Regions from separate parts of the Sus scrofa genome. Here region 2 is linked to region 1. The links are chromatin contacts, called in public HiChIP or PLAC-seq maps. All regions are on one chromosome and are shown on one strand. The core of a region is the stretch at or near the end of the contact, and the rest is flanking DNA. Distances in the headings are between cores, read along the strand shown.

Region 1 (3,405 bases), core at 147-2,646:
TACCAACTGAAACATGGACAATGATGGTCTCTGCCTTATAGGCTTTTTGTAACAATTAAAATAGGATGTTTCATGGAACAGACCTGGAATTATTTAGCAAATGTGCTATATGCAAATGTTAATTATTATTTAAATCTTAATTGTTAGTTTTAACGACTGCCGCCTCCCTAATCTCAATGGATAAGACCACTGGTCAGCCAGTCATGCCCACCAAACCTAAGGAATCCTGCTCCTGGGGACCACAGCCCTGGGGCCTGGTGCGTGGGAGGAGGCAGTGATATCAGCCAAGGTGATAATGGCACATCTGGTTCATTCACCGGAAGCTCCCAGGGTGCCAGGCATGGTGCTGGCATGTCCTTTCACTGTCTCCCAGCATTTCTGCCAGGGAGACATGATGATCATTTACACTCGTAGAAGCTTAGACTTCAGAGATTTGAGGGCTTATGTGGGGCCACTTGGTGACTCAGTGACAGATGATGCTTAAACCCAGATTCCTCCTGGTGCCCAGCCTGCACTGGCTCCAGCATGGCCCTCAGCCTCCAGGTACAGGAACTGCAGGGTGGTGACAACAGGGGTCATTATAGAATTTGGCTAATGGGCCTGCACAGAACAGCAAGGTAGAAAGACCAAGGTGTTCCTGAAGTTTCAAGAGGAAGGGACTGAGGTGATAAGAGAAACAAGAAGAGACAGAAGGTGACAGATACTGTAGATGCGTTAATTGTCCTTGTACCCTCCCTGCAGAGGCTGGGGATGAATCAGATAGAACAGAGTTAGTAGCAGAGCTCTCACCTCATGGCCAGTTTTATAGATTCAGCTTCCAAGTGACAAAAAAAAAAAAAAATTACCCTTGCAACATAACAAATATGTAGACACATACCTACACATGTATATATGCACAAACATGTGCATAGCCACTATGTAGTTATAAGGTACTTGGGATGTGTCATCTAAAAATAAGAGCTGACACCATTCATGCAGCTGTTTAACAAGAGCTTCCTCTGAGCCTGGAGCCACCCCTGGTGGCTGGTCCAAGTGTCTTGTGGGAGCAGGTGGGAGGCAGTGAACCCAGATAGGGACGGGGATGCTCCAACCAGGCACCCCTTGGCTTCGTGACCTCAGGCAACTTACCTCCTCTCCATGTCTTCAGTTTCCCATATCAAAAAAGGAGGAATAATAATAGGCCTGCTTCCTAGTTTTAGGGGGACTTAAAGTTAATATTTATAAAACATTTAGAGCAGAGGTTGGCACCTGGCAGGCGCTCAGTACTTACTAACTGATGCGGGTGTGACTGAGCTGGGGGACAGGAGAGCTTCCTTGAAGTCTGGACAGCTGAGCCAAAATCTGGACGACAAGGAGAAGTTGTCCTGACTGGGAAGGAGCTGACTCACCGTTCAGTGGAGCGAGGGTGTTGAAAGGCTCTGTGGCAGGAGGCAGCTGGCGTGTGACTGATGTGGGAGAACACAGAGGGGGAGGGGGGATGCAGATTTGGCCGCAGGTAAAAGTAGGTGCCTGTCCATGGAAGGTCTTGTCAAGTACTTAGGAGTTTGGGGTTTTGCTCAGTAAGGGGAAGCTGTTGGAGGGTTTTAAGAGTATGTGTGTGCAGAAGCAACCAGAAACAAGAGTCTTGCCACATGCCTCTGTTGTTGTGGTCGAGTCACCCAACGGGAGGCAGTAGTGATGACAGCTCAGAGCAGGGTAATATTGGAGGCAGGCATTTGGGGAAGCCCTCCTGAGTCCTGGAGACTTGCACCACCTTGATGGTGGGGTTACCCAGGTGGATGCATGTGTAAAGTCTCAGGCTGTGACATAAGATGTACTTTATGCACTTATGCATTTAATACTTCGAATTAAAAAAAGGAAAATGTGAGTATGAGGACGACACAGGGTGTGTGGCCAACTCATTTGGTGAGGCATTCAGTCACCCAGGAAAGAAATGACTGCAGCTTGGCAGGATGTGCTGGTGGCACTGAAGACGAGTTGATGGACCGGGAATGGTATTCGGGAGGCATCTGAACCCACAAGACTCGGTGATGAACTGGAGGCCGAAGGTGAAAGGATGCAAAGTTGGGGATGGTCCCTTATTGGTGGCTGGTTCCTGTTCTGAGGTTCTGAAAGCAGCATGATGTAATTATCAAGAGCATTGCCTACTTAGGTTAGAATCTAAGGAGCTATCACTTCCTAGTTATGTGGCCTTGTACCCTCTCTGCCTTATTTCTATCTGTGAACTCCAAATTGTGACAGTGTATCTTCTGTATGGTCGTTGCAAGGATTCAACTAGTTCGTTCCCATCCAGTGCTTAGAAGGGCTATGCTCAGTGGGTTCTGGGTAACTGTTAGCTCTTACCCAGTGGGACCAGGCTTGGGAATGAAGAGCTAAGTTTTAGACATGTTGAGTGTAAGGCATCCAAAAAGAGAGGCAGGTGGATGGGCAGCTAGTAGGGTGGCCCCAGAGCTCGGGGAGTCACTAAAGACAGGTGACTCGTTGGTCATCTGTTGCTGGGAGGGCTCCAAGGGCCTGGGGTGTGAGCTCACACGTGAGGACAGAGGGCTGGGAGATAGCATTGGGGTCTAGTGGCCCTGTAGGGAGGACAAACCCAGAAGAGAGGGGTTGAAGGCAAGAATCAGAGATGACAAGTCCCAGGGCCAAGGGGACATGATGTTCAAAGAGGGGAGGGGACATCGTTAACAGTGTCATTAGCTGCTGAGAATTCAGCCAGGGTGAGAGTCTTCTGCCAGACACTGTTCTGAGCACCCAAAGTACACCGCCCGGTGCCTCCATCCCACCCACCACCCACCCCCACCAGCCAGTCTGGAATCTCCCAATCAGCACAAACACTTCCACCACAGTGGCAGAGAAGGATGTGACCAAGGGAGCATCCTTGTTTTATCACCGTCATCCTCCTCCATCCATCCAGCGTTGACCCCACTAGGCACTGGGGAATGCAGGGTCCCATTCCCTTTGTCTTACTTGAGTGTGGCCTTGGGTATCTAACTTCCTAGACCTTGCTCTGCTTAGCAGTAAAATGCAAAAGCTAGGCTTGGCTCATCCTTGTTGTGCTGAAGTATTTCATTATAAACGTGAGCAGCTTTTTTAAAAAGACTACTTTTCAGTGTGACTACAGCTGTGCTTCCTACACCGAGCTGTGTGCCCCACTGTTCCCATGTTTGTTATGTTTACTTATTGAGAAGTAACTTAAAACATATTAATGGTAAAACAGGCAGATATATGACAGGGTGGAATAGCGATATATGAGACCTTAGAGGAAATTTACTCTGACGGGCTGCCTTGGGGTCTGCTGTCGGAGCCCCTGAGAGGTCATGGGGAACACAAGCCACAGAGAAAGTGTTCAGAACAATTGGTGTGTCTTTATTCATGATTTTGGACTTTTTCTTAACCCTTTCAGAC
Region 2 (3,393 bases), core at 49-2,548, 210 kb after region 1:
ACCATTTCAAGTAATCCCTCTGAAGAGCTGGGTAATATCAGTTGGGGGGGTGTGTGTGTGTGTGTGTGTGTGTGTGTGCACATGCACACACATTCCCACAGGATACAATTGGCCTAATTTTCAATGGGGTGCAGGTAAAACTTTTGAGACATGTTCTCATGCCAAATTGCTGTTTTCTTCTACTTATTAAAGTGCAATTTAGATCAGTTCCATGTCTTATTAGTTTTTTTAACAGTCCTAAAGTTGGAGCCTACTTCTAATTAGATCAAAATAATGTAAGTTGTATAACTTACTTTGAATGTCATGGGTATGTTCTACATTTAAGTTTTAAGAAGCAGTAGTACCGTGGGAATTATGTTGATTATATGTGATTTGAAGAAGTCAAAATGAACTGCGTTAAGATCATTTGAACATCATGTTTCTTATAACTATCCTTGTATTCTTTTCACAAGAGGTCTATAAAATATTTGTTTAAAAGTGTTTTTTTGTATCAAAATACTCGGACAATTAGAAGCTTCTTTTTAACATGTATTGATATGACTTGAATTATTATTTTCTAGAATTAAGAGCCCTATATCTACCTGTAAATCTTTTTGCATAATATCAGTTTAAGCTTTTGTTTCTGTTATTCTTGATTTACAGCTTAGTTATCCCTTGGTTTTTCTTTCAAAGGAAGCAATCAATGTGCATGCTTTTATGTTTTTCACAAGAGGGTGTGTTTGGATGAAAGTAAAAGAAAAAAATAAAATCTTTCATTGTCTCTAATGTCTGCTATTTAACATTTCACGACCCCAAAATTTACCAACAGTCTCCTATTACATAGAATAGGCTTCATGGTTCACCCTGCATTCCAAGTATATAAAACTACAATAGTTTTTCTTCAATATTGAGCAAGTGTTTTAAGAAGTACATGAAAATCTTCAAAAGTGTGAAGCAATGTATTAGTTTTTCTATTTAAACTCATCTCCGTGTCAGATGCCTCTAATTATCCCCAGTGGTGAGTAAAATGTGACTGAATAATCTTCACCTCGCACATACTAGTGATTTCTTGTATATGTTTCATTTCCATGTGATTTTTTTTTTTTTCATTTAAAGCGGTATCGATTTTCCTTTATATCCAGATTACATAAACCTCTTGTTTTGTAATATTACATGGTTTATACTTACATTCACCGAATAGATTTATGTCAGTAAGTTGATTTAAATAAATTGACCATTGCCCCTTTCTTCTAACCTGTCTCCCAGCTAAAGTGGGGGCCACCACCCAGCTCTCGGAGGGCGAGGATCCCAGACCATTGAGTGGGCGCCATCTAGTGGTGAACGGAGAAATGACTGGCTGCTAGAGGCTGAGGCTGAGGCTGTGCCTGGACAGAAGGACTGGGCCCGAATCCAGATATTTAATGTGATGAATTTAAATAGGAAGATTCCGCAAGGAAAAACCACAGCAGTAACAGCAAGACATCCCGTAACACGAAGGGAAGGGATGCTGTAGCTGCCCTGCGGCCAGGCCCAGGTCTTAGGTTCTCTCCTAGGCCCCGGCTTGTTCGGTTATGCACCTTGCTTCCCACCTGCTTCCCAACTTTAAGAGGACAGGCCTGAACTTCTCCATCCACTCTGCCTTCTGTAGGAGAATAGCTCCCCAGAGCTTACAGCTGGTATTAGTCACCCCTGTGTGAAATAAAATTCAGATTTTATGGCAATGCAAGAAAAACAACAAAGTCTTCTCTGCCCTTTGGCCTCCTCGCAGTGTGGTGTATCTGCATTGTGCATCCACCAAACCTCCCCATCGGCAGAAATGCTGAAACTGAGCAGGGACCTGTGGGGCTCCTGGGCACACAAGCATTTCTGTGTCCCCCATTTCTTGTTTGGGGGCAATGGGCTTCAGAATTCCATGAATTTATCTGAGTTCCAAAAAAGTTCAAACAGTTGCTAATCAGGGAAGGGAGGGGATGCAGAGACCAGGGAGGAGAAGTCGAGAGACAATAGTGCAGCCTGGGGGCAGGGTCCTGGTCCCTCCTCAAGGAATATAGATAATGTCTTTGAATTCTTCAACCCCCAACAAATGGAAGATGTTAATGAAGTGGTTGTTTTTTTTTTTTTGTCTTTTTGCTATTTCTTGGGTTGCTCCTATGGCATATGGAGGTTCCCAGGCTAGGGGTCGAATCGGAGCTGTAGCCACTGGCCTACACCGCAGCTCACGGCAACGCGGATCGTTAACCCGCTGAGCAAGGGCAGGGACCGAACCCGCAACCTCATGGTTCCTAGTCAGATTCGTTAACCACTGCACCACGACGGGAACTCCATGAAGTGGTCTTCATTCCAGAAAGAAGGATCACCACCTTTGAAAAACACTGAAAACTTGCTGTCTACACTGATCTTTATCTGCAGCCCTATTTTTCTCCCCCACACTATAAAAACCATCTCCCAGTCTCTTCCAAGAGGGGCATAGTCTTCAGGGCCTTAGCCTGCTGTGACCCTCCTTTGCCTGGCAAAGCAATAAAGCTATTTTTTTTTTTTTTTCTCCTTCACCCAAAACTTTGTCTCTGTGTTTCTATTCTATACCAGTGAGCAGAGGCTGGGTTTTAGCAACAATACCTGCTCAGCCATGAAGAGCAATGTCCTCCCCAGCATCAGTAAGACCACTCCTTAAAGATAAACTTTCTTCTTGATCTTATAAGGCACTTCAGGGCATTTAGATCTGGATTGTGTAAACTGTCAATAATTCTTGTCATTTGATAAGCAGTCCTGTCCTCCAAAACTTACACAACCATGCCTTGACTTTGAAAGGGCAAGACAGTTCTGGGAGCTTTCTAAAATGCTCTTCCCAGTTTATAATCCTTAAATCTGGCTTGAATAAAATTTTCTATTTCTTTCTTAGATTGACTGGTAAATTTTCTATTGACATCTGCCTCATGGTGTAGGGAAAGATGGGCTGAGTGACCCCTGGGGCCTGGTCCTTAAATGGCCTATCCTCCAGAAGCTGAGTTGGTAGGTCTGAGAGGAGCTCAGGACACTTTTTAAATGACCTGTCAGGTGATTCTGACACAGGAGGTGTTTGGATGTAATAATGAGGCCCGTATGAAACCGAAAATACCTCTGACTCGAACCCAGCCAGAAGCCAGATTAGAAATTGAACCCATGGCTTTTTAGTTAGAATCACTCACTTGGAGTCTGGACTCACTGAGGTTCAGATTCTTTGTGTCTCAGTGCAGAAGAAATTCAGCAAGAGACAGAGTGATAGGCAAGAAATAGATTTATTAAGATAGGACACTTGTGAGAGATACAAGCAGGCAGGCAAGGAGGCTTTGCCTCTATGATTAAGTGGGTCGCATTTTTATAATCCAAAGAAAGTGAGGAAGGGGAAAGGTCTCTTTCACTCATTCCTTGATTAGA

Evidence for each region. HiChIP or PLAC-seq counts read pairs in DNA pulled down with a chosen protein or histone mark.
Region 2: an H3K27ac HiChIP or PLAC-seq map of alveolar macrophages shows a contact between it and region 1. The contact joins two enhancer-like sites. A contact is called at or near these places in 2 of 2 datasets of contacts at active chromatin or transcription factors (alveolar macrophages and skeletal muscle).

Annotation. Positions count from the first base shown.
Region 1 is chr15:37,639,360-37,642,764 of Sscrofa11.1, forward strand. The region is part of intron 12 of MCPH1 (microcephalin); the gene reads left to right. Among named protein-coding and RNA genes, the nearest start is that of ANGPT2, 47 kb to the left of the region's middle. Within about 2 kb of position 1,397, at least 2 of the 83 cell types and tissues checked have an H3K27ac peak or open chromatin away from gene starts, as enhancers often do. A contact at or near this core is called in alveolar macrophages, where this site is marked.
Region 2 is chr15:37,852,708-37,856,100 of Sscrofa11.1, forward strand. It overlaps a transcript of AGPAT5 not described here. Among named protein-coding and RNA genes, the nearest start is that of XKR5, 44 kb to the right of the region's middle. Within about 2 kb of position 1,299, at least 5 of the 83 cell types and tissues checked have an H3K27ac peak or open chromatin away from gene starts, as enhancers often do. A contact at or near this core is called in alveolar macrophages, where this site is marked.